Regions from separate parts of the Sus scrofa genome. Here region 2 is linked to region 1. Evidence: chromatin contacts called from public Hi-C data. All regions are on one chromosome and are shown on one strand. Each heading gives the region's core, a stretch centred on a gene start, on an enhancer-like site or on the middle of the called end of the contact. The rest is flanking DNA. Distances are from core to core; before and after follow the strand shown.

Region 1 (3,549 bases), core at 601-3,100:
GGCGTTGCCTTGAGCTGTGATGTAAGCCGGCAGCTCCACCTCCAGTTTGACACCCTGGCTTGGGAACCTCCGTGTGCTATGGGTTCAGCCCTTAAAAAAAATAAAGCCGGTGATTCTAGAAAGTAATGATAGTTTTATTGTGATATCACAAATGTAGCTCTGAAGGCTTTAATGAAAAGAAGAGTCCCAAAATTATTTAGATAAATAAAGCATTTGGGGATAAGATATTGAAGGATCTTGATTAAATTTAAAAATTCTGATACAGTTATACCTCATAAGGTGAAATAATGTTGACCATTCTTTGAAAGTTGTATTTAGACTTGACATTTAGTTTCAGAGCTATGGACACCCCCAAAATAATTATCATATATCTGGTAAGTATAAGAAAAAGGATGGGAGTTCCCATCATGGCTCAGTGGAAATGAACCTGACTAGTATCCATGAGGATGCAGGTTCGATCACTGGCCTCACTCAGTGGGTTACGGATCCGGCATTCCCGTGGGCTGTGGTGTAGGTCACAGATGTGGCTCAGATCTTATGTTGCTGTGGCTGTGGTGTAGGCTGGAGGCTACAACTCCAATTGGACCCCTAGCCTGGGAACCTTCATATGTCACGGGTGTGGCCCTTAAAAGACCAAAAAAAAAAAAAAAAAAAAAAAAAAAATCAGACAGGATCTCATGGTGAAGCCTTTGGAAACAGCCAGACATGTCTGGGAACAAGAATATCCGCCTTGCAGGACAGTGAGACTTAGAGGTAGTGCGTGCAAAGCTTCTGGTACCTAGACTATACATGCTTTCTAGAATTTTCTTTGTGTCTTTGGGATGATGAGTCCAAGACAGGAGGCCTGCAGGGCTGGTCTTCCCAGGCATGTGCCTGCTTCCTTAGCTGGTCTCAGAGCAATTTAGACCCTGGAGGGTCTCCTCAAGTCGGCAGCAAGCAGGAAGCTGGGGTCGACTGTGGCTCTTCCCCACTAGAGGGCAGCGCCGGCTCAGAAGAGAGAGAGAGCTCAGGTTTGCAGAACTTCCTTGTCCAACTGCCCACCAAGCCCTCAGTCAGAGAATTGCTTTTCTCTTCTCTCACTTGCCTTCCGTGCCCTCAATTTATCTAAATGTATTCTTCCATCTCGAAATCTGCAGGCTGAAATTTCTCCTCTAAGAAGGAACATTCTGCATCATACGTACATGAATAAAACATGATGCATAAACAGCAGGCAGCCTGCAAAACATGCGATACCTATTTATCCGGTGGCCTCTGCCAACAGCCTGACAGCATTACATAACTGCCCTTGCTTAGCTAGGAGGGGGAGGGGGAGGCGGAGGGGAGAGGATGAAGGGGTGACCATTTGCTGAACACAGATAATGGGCCAGACAGTGCACGCAATTGGTGTAATAGCATTGTCCCCATGGCAAAGTTTATAAACAAAACTAAATAAAACACTCATGTTGCTAAGGCTGCCAGAGCTTACGGGCCCCTCCCACCAGTATCATACATGTTGCCTCCAAGGTCAGCTATGTTACTGGGTCTCAAAGTTGGGTGCATTTTAGAATCACCTGGGAAACTTAATACTAACCCCCAGGCCCTGCCCCCTGAGAGCTGATGTAGGGGGTCTGGGGTGCAGCCCAGGCCTGGGGATTTTTTTTCCAGGCTCTCCAGGTGATTCTATGTGCAGCCAAGTTGAGAAGCACTGGCCCTGCCCTTGCTGACCTTGCCCAAGGAATCAGCTGGGACCCAAAATGCATCTAGGCATGTGGGAAAAGGGAAGGATGTCAGAGCCATCTGATGTCAGCTCTGCGAGGTGGAGGCATGTGGCCAGACCTGGTCACCGTGCATAGTGGCAGAACCCAAGTTGCTCTTGTGCAGCCAGCCAAAGCAGCCCTGCATGCCACCACAACTGTGCGCTCCGCTCCAGAACCCTGCCTGGCATACCCGACCTCGGTGCTGCCTGTGTTCCAGGCTTCCCTGCTGGTTTTCAACCCAGCTTCTCGCTTTCCTCCAGGCCCTGGTCAGTGCATCAAAGCTCTCCCCTCCACTTAAAGCCTGCCTTGAATACCACCTCCTCCAAGGAGCCTTCCGAGATTTTCTTTCTTCTTCCTTCTTCTCTCTTCTGCCATGGTACCTAGTCTGAGACTTTTCCTATAGTTCTGCTTACTGTCTTCCTGGATGCAAAAATAAAGTTTCATGGAGTAGGCGTGCTGTAATAACTGTAGACTCATGGAAGGCAGAGATTTTTTTTTTTTTAAGGAAAAAAAAAATCCTATTTTCCATAGAGGGGGATGCAGTCCTTTGCCTGGACAAGGGACTCCATGTTTGTCTGTTGAACCATGAACTGATGACCACCCAGTCCCAGGAGAGGCGGGGAGCCCTGGCACCCTGGAGAACCATGTATCTAATGAAAGCATCTACAAGGCCAGGATTCTTAGAATGCTCGGCAAGAGTCAGTAATTGGTCAAAGCTACAGTTGTTGCTGGTCTTGTTTCTCAGTCCAGCTAAGAGAAGCTTCTCTCCCCACCCTCCTGCCCAGCAGGGCCTCGCCAGGGTGAGGGCACATGTCTCTTTGTCTGGCCAGCTGCTGGGCCTCTGGATGTGACGCCCACTATCAGGAGGAGCCAGGCCATGACTCCTCATACAGAGCCCCGTGGGGCTGAAGTGTCACAGCTGGAACTACCAGCACATCGCTTTCTTTGCGGCAGGTACCGAGGAGCAGGGCTGGAGCTGGCTGGCTCTCTTCAAAGCAAGTGAGATCGGCCTGCCCTTCCTCATCCCCCGTGAAAGCCCCGGGAAAGCTGTGGGTCCAAGCATGCTGAGACCACACTGGCTGATGAAATGAGAAAAGGCTGCGGGCAGAGCAAGGGCCAGGAAGCCACGAGCCACACAAGCAGGAAACCCACTCTAATAAACAAGAGACTGCTTCTTCCTGAAGGGCCCACATCCTGTTTGCAAGCTAAGTAGGGTCTTCCCAGAAGTTCTCTCTAGAGATCCTCTGAGCTCGAAGGGCAGCAGGGTTCCTGGCTTCCTGTTGTTCCTGCCCTTTGCCTCCAGCAGGGGGCAGTGGAGAGATGGCCCGGCCTGGAGTCCTCCAGAGTCAGCTTGGGTGCAGAGCCACTACAGAAGGAGGCTGTGCTCAAGGCACTCACCCTCCCTCAGCCTTGGCATCTCCAGCTGTCAAATGGAGCAAGCACCTGCCTTGCTTACCTCCTGCTGGGGGATGAACTGTGCCCCACCTCCATCCATTTGTGTAGGTCCTATCACTTCCATCCTGCCCCACAAAGGACCTCGGCATGTGGCCTCTAAGGAGGTGATTAAGTCAGAATGGAGCCCTTAGGATGGACTCTAATCCACCAGGACTGGTGTCCTTATAAGAAGAGGAGACATCAGACATGGGGAGAGAAAATGCCTGTGAAGCACAGGGAGAAGGCAGCCGTCTGCAAGCCAAGGACAGAGGCTTCAGGAGAGACCAACCCCGATGACACATTGATCTCAGGCTTTCAGCATCCAGAACAGTGAGAAATAAACGTCTGTTGTTTAAGCCACCCGGTCTGGGATGTTCTA
Region 2 (3,514 bases), core at 188-2,687, 350 kb after region 1:
ACAGTTTTATTAGGTCCCATTGGTTTATTTTTGCTTTTATTTCTGTTGCTTTGGGAGACTGATCTGAGAAAATATTCGTAAGGTTGATGTCAGAATGTTTTGCCTATATTCTCTTCCAGGAGTTTGATGGTATCTTCTCTTATATTTAAGTTTTAAGCCATTTTGAGTTTATTTTGGTGCATGGTGTGAGGGTGTGTTCCAGTTTCATTGATTTGCATGTAGCTGCCCAGGTTTCCCAGCAATACTTGCTGAAAAGAATTTTTCCCATTTTATGTTCTTGCCTCCTTTGTCAAAGATTAATTGATCACAAGGGTCTGGGTTTATTTCTGGGTCTCTATTCTGTTCCATTGGTCTGTATGTCTGTTTTGATACCAGTACCACACTGTCTTGATGACTGTAGCTTTGTAGTATTTCTTGAAGACTTGGAGAGTTATGCCTCCTGCTTGGTTTTTTATTCCTTGGAATTGGCAATTCTGGGTCTTTTGTGGTTCCATATAAATGTTTGGATTGTTTATTCTAGTTCTGTGAAAAATGTCATGGGATAGAAAACCCTAAGGTCCCAACCCCAAAACTACTCGAACTGATCAATAAATTCAGCAAAGTAGCAGGATATAAGAATAACTTTCAGAAGTCAGTCACATTTCTGTATAACAATGAAATATTAGAAAATGAATACAAAAATACAATGCTTTTTAAAATTGTGCCTCAAAAAATCAAATAACTGGGAATACACCTGATCAAGGATGTAAAGGACTTACATGCTGAGAGCCATAAAACATTAATCAAGGAAATTAAAGAAGATGCAAAGAAATGGAAAGATATTCCATGCTCCTGGGTTGGAAAAATTAATATTGTAAAAATGGCATACTACCCAAAGCAATCTACAGATTCAATTCAATCCCTATTTATTTGCTTGTTAATTATTGTTTTCCTCTACTGGGATATCAACTCCACAAGAGCACATTATCTGCCTATCTCATTCATTTCTCTATCCTCTATGCATGGAACAGTGAATATCATGTAATAGGTACCTAATAAACATTTGTTGAAGACATAATTCATTGTAAGGCCTCTTTTAGCTCTAATATTTTATCCTTCACTGTGTCAATATGCATTCAATAACTGCTAGGTATTCTTATGATGGCATATTGTATTTCAACTCATCACATAGTCTACATAGCTCAGGGGTTCTAGAACACTTTTTATTTTCTGAGTCTAGGGAATCTCTTTTATTTTTTATTTTTTAAATTAAAAATTTTTTTTGGCCACCCACAAGGCACATGGAAGTTCCTGGGCCAGGGATCAAATCTGAGCCAGCTATGCCAAGTATGCCACAGCTGAAGCAATGCTGGATCTTTAACCCACAGTACAGGGCTGGGGGTCAAACCAGCACCTTCACAGAGACAAGCTGGATCATTAACCCACTGCACCACAGCGGGAACTCCCTAGGCAATCTCTTTTAATGAGACAGCCAGCTGTGGAGCAGAATAGCTATGAACTTTAGGATCAGTCAGCAAATCTAAGTAACTATGAGCCAGTATGAGGTCCATAATCATTTTTCTAATGTTTGCCATATATGCACAAACACCACACACACACACACACACACACACACACACACACACACAAGCATGGCATTTGCTTTTTAGAATTCCAGAGGGGCACATGCATGGTGCCTTTTGCCCAAGTGAGAATGGGCCTTTGTAACCAGGGAAAGGACCTGGTCTCAGTCCAGTGCAGCACTGGTAAATTCCTCAGCCAAAGATCAAGAACAGGGACATAGTGTTCTGTTAAACCCTTGTGTCTGGGTTATCTTAACTCCTCAGTTCCCATGTCCACTTGACCCCAGTTGGTGTCACAGGAATAGGAGCCAGTCTCCATCTACTGGGCAGACTGAGGTCCAGTCAAGAGTGGGCATCTATAACCCTCCATACTGGTTAACAATAGAACAATTGTATTCAAGATTGAGCTGGCCAAAGGGTCACTGGCTAGGGGCCATTTTGAGGGGAGCAGTCTTCAATTTATGTTTTAAACAAAAAGTGACCCAAACAAAGAAATTATAGACTTTTTATAGACCATCAACCATAGCTTCATTTTTTTTTTTTTCCTCTTTGTTAGATGGCCTCAGAACCTGAGTTTCTTGTCTTGGCTACATCATGAGGGCCAAATGGCAGATAGAGGGCAATTGTGTGGGGAGACAATGAAGAGGGGACTTTCTTGAAGATACTCTTATTATCTCTCAAACCCACCTCATCCTGGGAAGCTTGCTTTGCAGAGAGGTGTGAGTGCCTCACTTGAGCCCTCTCTGGGACCCTCCTGGGGGGTCTTCTAAAGTCATTCCCTATTGGCAATATCTTGGTGTCATTCTCCTGATGGGCTCAAGCTCCTTCCCCCGGGGGCCTGAGCTCAAAGTGAGGAAAAGTAGCCCCATCTCCTTCCTACCCTGTCCTCTCAATCTGCACAAGACAAACACATGGGCCCATGTAAAATTCTCTGCTGAACAAGGAAGGACATTTTTGGAAAGTAAATTCAAAGTAAGAAAGACAACAGATAGTGGTATAGCCATTTTAAAACTTCTTAGCTGCACCCAATGGAAGTTACATCTAAATATAGGTAAATATACACCTGGATATAGGCAAAGAAGCTTTAGCTGCAGTTCCTCACTTACACGGACTCTTTACGAGGCCCTGGAAGTAGGCTTAGCAATGTGTTCAATTGCCTGTAGATCTTTGTACAACATGAAGTAAGTTTTTTTTTTTGTTTTTTTTTTTTGGCCACCTCATGGCATATGGAGTTTCTGGGCCAGGGATCAGATCTGAGCTGCAGTCGCTGCAATGTGGGATCCCAACCCACTATGGGGGGCCTGCGATCAAATGCACGTCCCAAAGCTCCCAAGACAGTGCTGATCCCACTGTGCAAGAGCTCCAGAAGTAAGATATGTTAATTGCAAGCAATTAAGAACCACTACCATTTCATTTTACTCTCTGTCATACACCTGGCCTGATTCAGGGACATTAACACCTGTATTTCAATGTAAAATATGTTATGTGGTTGCTCTCAACACACACTGCTGTATAGTTACTAATAGCTGTTCTGTAACAGAATGGCTTCAAGGAATAGATATTGTGCCCTATGTGCTGATTCACCCAGCATTGTCACACAAAGGAGCATGTCCCAAGATCATAAGAAGATCTCATATGGAGCCCAGAAACCAAGTATGTAGGTAGTGGTGGAGAGAAATGAAGATATGAAATACATAGTTAGATAAGAGCCTGGAAATTTCTTCCAAATCTAACAGCTCATAGAAGAAGGAAAGAAAGTAGATACTGATTCTCAGGAATTAATTTTAAAAAATCAAAAAAATCATGTCATATTACCAAAAATAATTTTTGAAACTAAAGGAATTTTCTAATATCTCAATAATAAAAACCCAAGTTTTACTTACCATGCTAAAGTAAAGACTGACCTACATTCCTATTCTCTCTATAGGAAATATTACAAAATCCCAAAGGAC

Evidence for each region. A called contact is a pair of places that touch in the nucleus more often than the background predicts.
Region 2: a Hi-C map of heart right ventricle shows a contact between it and region 1, with 8 times the contacts expected there. The contact joins two enhancer-like sites. A contact is called at or near these places in 2 of 47 Hi-C or Micro-C datasets (embryonic fibroblasts and heart right ventricle) and 1 of 2 datasets of contacts at active chromatin or transcription factors (skeletal muscle).

The regions. Positions count from the first base shown.
Region 1 is chr7:86,867,596-86,871,144 of Sscrofa11.1, forward strand. All of the region lies in intron 2 of SLCO3A1 (solute carrier organic anion transporter family member 3A1), which reads right to left. Among named protein-coding and RNA genes, the nearest start is that of SLCO3A1, 230 kb to the right of the region's middle. Within about 2 kb of position 1,851, at least 25 of the 83 cell types and tissues checked have an H3K27ac peak or open chromatin away from gene starts, as enhancers often do.
Region 2 is chr7:87,222,629-87,226,142 of Sscrofa11.1, forward strand. No RefSeq gene overlaps it. Among named protein-coding and RNA genes, the nearest start is that of SLCO3A1, 120 kb to the left of the region's middle. Within about 2 kb of position 1,438, at least 4 of the 83 cell types and tissues checked have an H3K27ac peak or open chromatin away from gene starts, as enhancers often do.